Linked DNA regions of Pan troglodytes: region 2 is linked to region 1. A link is a contact called in public HiChIP or PLAC-seq data. All regions are on one chromosome and are shown on one strand. The core of a region is the stretch at or near the end of the contact, and the rest is flanking DNA. Distances in the headings are between cores, read along the strand shown. Region 1 holds the start of CITED4 (Cbp/p300 interacting transactivator with Glu/Asp rich carboxy-terminal domain 4). Region 2 holds the start of ZNF684 (zinc finger protein 684).

Region 1 (4,690 bases), core at 1,021-3,520:
TCTTTTTTTTTTTTGAGGAGTCTCGCTCTGTTGCCAGGCTGGAGTGCAGTGGCATGATCTTGGCTCACTGCAACTTCTGCCTCCTGGGTTCAAGCGATTCTCCTGCCTCAGCCTCCCGAGTAGCTGGGACTATAGGCGCGCACCACCATGCCCAGCTAATTTTTATATTTTTAGTAGAGACGGGGTTTCACCATGTTAGCCAGGATGGTCTCGATCTGTTGACCTCGTGATCTGCCCGTCTCGGCCTCCCAAAGTGCTGCTTAGCACTGTTTTCTAGAACTCATCACAGTCTTCCTTGCAGCAAGATTAGTTTGTTTTCAGGCCTATCACCCGCCTCCTCCCACCTGGGCTGTGATTCCATGAGAGCATGCACCAGGTTGACACAGGGCCTGGAATAAAATCAGCACCAATCTGTAGAATAATAATTGCCGTCACTTACTGAGAACTGCCCAGGTATTTGGCACTGTGCTAAAGGCAGCGTAACTACCTGAGGAGACGGGGACCATCTCCCTCTGGGAAACAGCCTCAAAAATCAGAACGGATGGTGTCTTGGGCAAAGGAGAGAGTCAGGGTCCAAAGCTAGGCTGTCTGAACCCGGTGCCACCCAGCTCCTCTCTGGCAGAGCACCAAGCTCCCCCCACCCTACCCTAGGAGCTGGGAAGCCCAGTGGGTTACCCCACCACCCAGTGGCAGCCTCTGCCCTCCAGGTTGTGACATAACAATTGCACAACCCACGAGATATTTTTGAAAGAAACTGTCGGTTTCCTCTCCTGGGCACTGCTGGGGACTGTGGCCCCCATGCCATCCAGTGTCTTCAGCAACCTTGGGACTTTGGAAGCTAAATACAGTCAGGGCTCGGGGTGATAAGGAAATGAAAACGGCAAGACTGTAAAGTGACCCAGTTTTATTTTGGTTTTGGAGGCCAGATAGGGCATTGCTTCACAGGTTCGGGCTGTACAACCTTCCCCTCCTTGAGGTGGGAGGCCCAGCAACCACAGGGCCCAGGCAGCGGGGTGGGAGGCTCAGGAGATGGTGGCTCTGGGGACCCGATCCCGAGGAGAGAGGGGGCAGCAGGCAGAGGCCTGCAATGGCTCAGATTGGGGGAAGAGGGCGGCGAGGGGGAGAGGACACGTTCCAAGAACCAGAGTCCGAAAGCTGAAGCTGGTCCAGTCTCTTTCACTTTACGGCCGAGGCTGGGGTCAGAGAAGTGAAGCCAAACTGTCCTCCCGCAGGAGGCAAGGCCTGGAGGGACGCCAGGGTCCCAGTCCGGTGCCGGGCCCTGCGCACACAGCCGCCGCCTCCACCCTCGCGGAGGGCGCGCGCGGGGCCCAGTCGCTGGGTGCAGGGTCCGGCGGGCAGTCGGGCCCCTTCTGCTCTCCGGCACACCGGGTGGGCGCCGGCCGCGCTCAGCAGCTCACGGAGCCGGCGGGCGGCGCGGACCCCAAGTCCGAGAAGCAGTCGAACTCGCTCTGGCCCAGGAAGAGCTCGGGCAGCTCGCGCACGCGGTGCAGCCCGAGCTCCAGCTCCAGCGACGTCAGCGCCTCCTCGTCGATGAGTTCGGCGTCCATGCCGCCCAGGGCGTGCGCGGGCGGCGCCGGGGCTGCGGCGCTGGGCGCCGGCTGCGGGCCCGGGGGGCCTCCCGGAGCGTTGGGGGGCGCGGCCGCGCGGCCGGGGTACGGCGTCGCCACAGGCTGCAGATGCGCGCTGCCCGCGGCCGGCGGAGGCACGGCCGGAAAGGGCTGGAAGGAGGACGGCGGCCCGAAGGCCCCGTACGCCAGGGCCCCGGGTTGGGGGGGCGGCGGCGGCCCCAGCGGAGCCCCCCGCGGCCTCAGCCCACTGTCCAGGCCCGGGCCCGCGTACGGCGGCAGAGTCCGGAGCGCATGAGGGCCATGGGCGGCCGCGGCGGACGGCGGCCTCTGCACCAGGCGGTAGCCCTCGGCGAGCATCAGGTGGTCGGCCATGGCGGCAGGCCGGCTGCCTGCGGGGACAGCGCGCGGTGGTCAGCGCCGGCTCCCCCGGCCCGGGCCAGCGGCTCCTCTGCGGCGGGAGACCCGGGCACCGTGCGGTCCCTGCAGCTCGGCCGGGCGGAGCAAAACCAAACCCGACTGGTGCCCCGGCCCAGCCCACTACTGCGCACCTTGCGGCCGCAGCCTGGGGTCACAAAGGCCCGCACCCTGTAGTGCTCCGAAACCTCCGCGTCGCGTAGCTGGGCTCCGCGTATTCTTATACCCAGAGGCGGGGCTTCCCCGCCCTCGGACGCTCATTGGCTGGTTGAGACGCTTCTGGGCGGGCCGCGCACGCCTGCATCTAGGTCTTGGCCCCGCCCCCCACTGGAACCCCGCCCCTTGGGACTCCGGCCACGCCCCAGGCTCTGAGCACCGCCCTGGGGCGGGGTATTTGGCACTTTCGGAGGGACTCGGTCTGGCCCTCAGGGCTTCGGAATCGGACTTGGCTGGGGTCGAGCTTGAACTGACCAGAAGGTGGGGTGGGAGGGCCAGAGTTTTAGGCCCCCAAGAGCTGCAGGATGTCAGGCCTACGCAACCTTTTAACTTTCCAGGTAGAGACCGAGGCTCAGTGGCGGAAGAGGCTTCCTGGAAATACACAGCAAAGCCTTGATCAAAGTGAGACTGCACAGCTACACAGGGCGCATGCACCTTAGCGGTGCAGGGTCCCCGCAGGAGGTCAGCTGTCCATTCCCATAACCCCCAGGAGAGCCTGTTGCTCCCCCTCTAGTTCCCACTGCACCTTGTCTGTTGAAGCATGTACTTAGTTGTTATTAAAGTAATTTATGGGCACGTCTCCTGAAGGACTTGTTCATCTTCTTCTCAGCACTTGGCCCAGAGCCTGGCCCAGAGCAGGCTTTTAGTAAAAGCTGAGTGAATGAACTAATGATGGAATGAATTGCAACTCTCAGCTGAGCCTCAGTTTCTTCATCTGTAAAAGGTAAAGAACAGCAGCACTGACCCTTTGTGAGGGGTAAGTGAGGGCATGTGTGTACAGTGCCCAGCACAGTGCCTGGTATGTGGTAGATGCTCAAAAGTGTCCCTTAGATGAAAGAAAGGCTATTTAAGTTCTTTTTTTTTTTTTTTTTTTTTTTTTTTTTTTTTTTTTTGAGACGGAGTCTCGCTCTTTCGCCCAGGCTGCACTGCAGTGGCGCTGTCTTGGCTCACTGCAAGCTCCGCCTCCCGGATTCACGCCATTCTCCTGCCTCAGTCTCCCGAGTAGCTGGGACTACAGGCGCCCGCTACCACGCCCGGCTAATTTTTTTTGTATTTTTAGTAGAGACGGGGTTTCACCGTGTTAGCCTGGTCTCGATCTCCTGACCTCGTGATCCGCCCGCCTCGGCCTCCCAAAGTGCTGGAATTACAGGCGTGAGCCACCGCGCCCGGCCAAGGCTATTTAAGTTCTGTCCCAAAGGGCCTTCTCTTGATAACAGCAATAATAACTTGGACTTTTAAAGTGCTTTACATTCTACAAGTATTTTGTTGGGGGCAGGGCATGGATTATCAGCCCCATTTCAGTGATAAGGAGAAGCACACAAAGAGAAAGTGGCTGTCCTGAGGTCACAGGCAGCCAGAGTTAGCGTGTGAATGCCATGTGTTTTCCAAGTCCTTAGGGCAACTGGAGTCTTTCCTGTGGCCAGGAGACAGCCTCCCAGAACCTTACCCTCCACGCATTTGACACTCTCTCTCCCTTCTCTGACCTTCCCCCACCCCGTGGCATCCTTGGGACTTCCTGGAACTTGGGTTTATCCAGTTGATGTAGAGGGGAGAGCCCTAGAGTGAGAATTCAGGGGCCCAAGGTCTTTTCTTCCCTCTTTCTTCTTCTTATTTTTTTAAATAGAGAAGGGAGCGGGGGGGCGGCATGGGGGAGTGAGGAGGGCCTCAGGCTTATCTTGAATCCCTGGCCTCAAGTGACCCTCTCACCTCAGCCTTCCAAAGTGCTGGGATTACAGGCATGAGCCACTGCACCCAGCCAGAGGCCCAAGTTCTAATCATATCTCTGCCACCCACAGGTGTGTGACCTCCACCACCAACCAGCTGTGACTGTTGAGTGTTGAGCAGGGAGTATTACTTGATTCCCCAGGGCCTCAGCTTTCTGCTCTGTGAAAGGGAGACGGTGATCTTGCCTGGTCAGCCTGAGAGCTTGTGGGAAGTGATAAATGACCATGGGTGTGGTCACATTTTTGCAAAGTGTAAAAAGCTACACCCTGGAATTTATTCTCCTGAATCTTTCTCTACAGGTAAGGCTTCTCACAGAAATTCTTAAACCTGGCCATGCCTTACACTTATCTGGAGATGTGGGGGGTAAGGGGTGGGTGAGTGGGGGCTTTGATAAAGATGGAAAATCTCTGCCCAATTTGGGAGATGAAAGTGAGAGGATTGCTTGAGCCCAGGAGCTCAAGACCAGCCTGGGAAACATAGTGAGACCGTGTCTCTACAAAAAGTTAAATAATTAGTTGGGCATAGTGGCATGTATCTGTAGTCTGAGCTACCCAGGAGGCTCAGGTGGGAGGATTAGCTGAGCCCTGGAGGTGGAGGCTGCAGTGAGCCATGATGGCACCACTGCACTCCAGCCTGGGCGACAGAGATCTTGTCTCAAAAAAATCAACAAGCAGGCCAGGTGAGTGGCTCACGCTTGTAATCCCAGCACTTTGGGAGGCCGAGGCAAGTAGATCCCTTGAGCTCAG
Region 2 (4,647 bases), core at 1,093-3,592, 330 kb before region 1:
AGTGTTGCATACCTAATAAGAGGTAGTGCACTGATTCAAATCCAGGCAGTCTATCTCTGCAGCCTACACTGTTAGCCACTAGTATGTCAGAAATTCAAAACTTCAAAGTCAATGTCTAACCAACCCAGGAGCAGTGAACACCACCAGATGCCTGATCAAGGTCTTGAAATACCATCTCCCATTAAAAAGAGCCAGGTTCCTTGGAGAAATGGCTGATTTAAGGTCTGGGTCAGGAAATGAACAAGAGAAACCTGAAGCACCTTGTCATATAGATAACAAGCTATTGAAGACTAATAGGATCATTCCAAAAGAAGAGGACTCTCAAGAGCCAACTTAAAGAGGCTCCCAATGGCCAAAGATGTGACAGTTTGAGTATCAGTAGGGATAACAATAGCAATAGATTGAAGCACATCAAACATGTTTAAATCTATGAGTTCATAATGATGCTCAAAAATGGGTCATGTTTAGAAGATAATTGGGAATTGTTAAGTTGAAAACTGGTAAATAATTTTTTTTCCTGACATTCCTATGTGAACTGTATACCTGAATAACTACATAGTACATGATATGAAGTTCCTCTTTATAGGAATAATCCAGCTGCTAAATGACAAAGGAATGATAGAATTAGAGTGTCCCTTTTTTACAACCTCTAAAGTTGTGGTATGATCATAGCTGACTGCAGCCTCAAACTCTTGGCCTCAAGCAATCCTCCCTCTTCTTCAGCCTCCCAAAGTGATGTGGTTACAGGCATGAGCCACTGTGCCCAACGTATGTACTTAATTTTTTTAAAACTCTAAAAGAAATTGCATTTATGAGAAAATTGATAATTTAAACAATGACTCAATGTTTGATGATGTTAAGGAAATATTGTTAATATTTTAGATGTGATAATAATATGGTTTTTTAAGTCTTTATTTTTATTGGTGAAATTATATGCTCTGGGATTTGCTTCAAAATACTATGCAATGGGGTTGGGGGTAGAGATGAAACAGAATTGGCCCTGAGCTGATAATTATTGGAGTTGGGGGATGGATACATGGAAGTTCACCACTATTCTTTCTACTATTGCATAGTTTAAAATTACCATAATGAAATGTTTTGTAAAATTAAATGCCTAATTTTTGGGTTGCACAAAATACATACTGTTTCTAATAAAAATACACAAGTAATTTGGTCCAAAATACTTTAGATATTAAGATGTAATGAATTTATTCTACTACCCATGTCTTTAATATATGTCCTTTCTGTTGAGAGACAGGAGAGGGGAGGGAAGGGGACGGGAGGGGAGGCAGAGAGAGAGAGATGTGTTTATTGCATAGAAAATGCTAGTAAAGTCAATGGGTACTAATATCACTTGATCTTAGCCAAAAGGCTGAGAAGCGATAATGGCTACTAATATCAAGCCAGTTCTTAATGGTGCCAGGCAATAGTACTACATTTCCTTAATCTATTCACTTGCTCACATTCATAAATCATACTTTATCGAATCTCAGATGCCATTGATTATAAATTGTATTATTATTTTATGTACTAATAAAAAACAATGCTCCTGATTAAACTATGGAATGCCATCACTTGTAAGACAGCAATTTCACAGATGTTAAAATATGAAAAAATCATGTTTCAAAATCATCATAATACAGTATTCATCTTTTCTGTCAAGTCTAAAATACTTTCCCCCATCTTCATTTCAGCTTCCTATTTCACTGGGAAAATAGAAGCACTCAGAACAGGGCATCCTCTTTCTCCTACCACCATATTTGTCCACCTGTTTGGATCTGTACTTATAAACTCTGCCTCCCCTTTTATTTCAATGGAGATGAATTATCCATACTCTTACTTAGAATGATCCCTGTGATTGTGTACTGGATTCCATCCCTTCTCTTCTCAAGGACATTCCTCCGAGTAACTAGCCTGTCTATCCTGAATTGTGTATTTCCCGCCTCTACTGGATCTTTTGTTTTATTTTATTAACTAATTCATTTATTTGAGACAGAGCCTCGCTCTGTCGCCCAGGCTGGAGTGCAGTGGTGTGATCTCGGCTCACTGCAACCTCTGCCTCCCGGTTTCAAGTGATTCTCCCGCCTCAGCCTCCCAGGTAGCTGGGTTTACAGGCGTCTGCCACCACGCCCGGCTAATTTTTGTATTTTTAGTAAAGACGGGGTTTCACCATGTTGGGCAGGCTGGTCTCCAACTCCTGACCTCAGGTGATCTGCCCACCTAAGCTTCCCAAAGTGCTGGGATTACAGGCGTGAGCCACTGCGCCCAGCCTAGATTCTTTTAATTAGTACATAAACTTACTATAATTTCTTCCATCTTTTTTATTTTATTTTTTTGAGACAGAGACTAGCTCTGTCGCCCATGCTGCAGTGCAGTGGCGGGATCACGGCTCACTGCAGTCTCTACTGTCTGGGCTCAAGCGATCCTCCCATCTCAGCCTCTCAAGTAGTTGGGACTTCAGGCGGGTGCCATGCCAGGCTAGTTTTTTATTTTTTGTAGAGATGAGGGTCTCACTATGTTGCCTAGGCAGTTTCAGACTCCTGGGCTCAACCAATCCTCCCACTTTGGCCTCCTGAAATGTTAGGATTACAGGCATAAGCCACCACACTCAGCCCCATCTTTGAATTAAAAAAAAAAAATTAGAACATGTGGAAAAACGCAACAACAACAAAAGATTAACAAAATCCCTATCCCATGATAGCCTTATTTTTCTGCTCACCTTAAAAACAAAACTTCTTAAAAGTATTGCGTATATTTGCTTTCTCCATTTCCTCTCCTCCCATCCTTCCCTCCAACTCCTATCAAATTTTCATCAGACTTTATCAAACTTCCACCACTGCCAAAATGGCGTTTCAACATCACTGGTGACCATTGCTACAGTGGCCCATTCTTAATTCTCATTTTACTTGACCTATGAGCAACATTTGAGACAGTGGGTCACTCCCTTCTTGAAACACTTCCTTCCCTTGGTTTTGCAGATCTAAACTCTCCTACTTTTCCATCTACTTCATGGATTATTCCTTCTCAGTCTTCTTTGTTGGATCCTCTTCACCTCTCCGACTTAACCTGGTGCATTGCTAGAAGAAACCCTGCTGAGTAAGAGCAAATTTTTTTTAGCATACCGCTGATTTTACTTTCCAGTATTTAAAAATGCTGTGTATCCTTTTAAATGAAAACGACTTAAAAAGCGTGGCTCTCAGGCTAGCAATAGAGATACCAACCCGGGAATCTCCGCACCACCCCCCAAGAGGAAGCAGCGTCTGACGTCTTCCGGAAACGAGCTCCACTGGCCTTATGGGAAATGTGGTCTCCGACGGATGGCCTACACCCGGGAGGAGTCCAGGAACTCTAGGTGGACAGTTACTTCCGCACACGCGTAGTAGGACGGTAGCCGGTATTCAATCTTCAAATCAGCGCCGCGGGAAGTGCTGGCGGGGCTTGCTCCCCTGTCTCTGGACGACGCTGTGACTGATCCCAGGCTTGGAGCCGGAGCTGCGAGCGAGGCAGTGAAAGGGTGGCAGGTATGGCTTTGCTGGACTCGGAGGACGTAAGAGAAAGGCGGGGACTGGCTTCTAGGTTTACCCTACCGAAGATAAAACTTTAGTCTCCAAGCGCAGTGACTTCAGGTTTGGATATGTGGGTCCTGTTCAACTCGAGTAGCTGAGAGAAAGCAAGAGTTGGGCTCCGACTGGCACTGGGTAGATGTCCAGGGCTCTGGTGGGACTGGGAGAGGCTCAATTTGCATTCCTGCTCTTGTAGGTCAAGGTCACTATGTAGGAGTCTGTTCATCTAACTGTACCTTTCCTGGTTCCAAGAGCATAGTTGGCCCGACTGGAGCCTGCGACAATTTTAAGCCATGTCAAGGGATCCAGTGGAAACTGTAAGCTATTTCAAGGGATCCAGGAAGAAAGCATTCTTGAGAAACTGCTATGGATTAGAAGGGTATTCTCAGCAATCATTTGAAGTAAATGCTATTACCATTTTGCATATGAGTTAACTGAAGCTGAAAGGTGAAATTACTTGCCTGGACTCACACAGCTTAGTAAGTGGAAGAACTGAGATTCAAACTCAGATACATTTTCTCCAAATTTCATTTTTTTTTTTTTTTTTACAGTATAGCATTCCTGCATAAAACAGAGTTGGGTTTATTCTCCTGAAATATTTGAGCAATGAATGCTGAGTAAATTTCGATTTGTAGTCATTTTGTAGAGTCTCTTGTTGTATCTGCAGATCTTCCAGTGCAGACTGTGTAAATGAAGATGTGAGTCCCCGGTTTGCCCATTATACCCTTTCTAGAGCCCCAGCAGTCTAAGCTCATAGGAGATGGCGAGTTTCTACAGAGAAACATTTGGAGTTTAAACTGAAGGATCCAGCTTAACAAAAAAAAAAAAAAAAAAAAGTGTTCCTGGGTCCCTGAATCCAGCCTTCTCAAGAAAGCCCAACCTAATTTGCAATCTCTTATCCCAGCTTCAGAGTAGAAACCAGAGAATCACAGGAAGGAATCATTTTTAGACTTACGGAGCTTCAGAGACCAAGCTTTTAAGTGAGTCAACTCATTCATTATTTCTTCAGGATAAATTTCTGGGAGGAAAAAAAATAACTGTTTCAAGAGGAACCACTTGGTGCTAGATCAGTAGGACAGAAACA

What was found. HiChIP or PLAC-seq counts read pairs in DNA pulled down with a chosen protein or histone mark.
Region 2: a contact with region 1 is called in an H3K4me3 HiChIP or PLAC-seq map of stem cell-derived excitatory neurons, with 4 times the contacts expected there. The contact joins the promoter of ZNF684 here to the promoter of CITED4 in region 1. A contact is called at or near these places in 1 of 7 Hi-C or Micro-C datasets (stem cell-derived neural progenitor cells) and 1 of 1 datasets of contacts at active chromatin or transcription factors (stem cell-derived excitatory neurons).

What each region holds. Positions count from the first base shown.
Region 1 is chr1:190,105,971-190,110,660 of NHGRI_mPanTro3-v2.0_pri, reverse strand. It overlaps CITED4 (Cbp/p300 interacting transactivator with Glu/Asp rich carboxy-terminal domain 4), which reads right to left and starts at 2,270. Exons shown (of 1, transcript XM_001172473.8): 1 at 888-2,270. The coding sequence starts at 1,961. The coding sequence ends at 1,407.
Region 2 is chr1:190,440,395-190,445,041 of NHGRI_mPanTro3-v2.0_pri, reverse strand. ZNF684 (zinc finger protein 684) reads left to right here and starts at 2,342. Exons shown (of 5, transcript XM_513358.8): 1 at 2,342-3,521.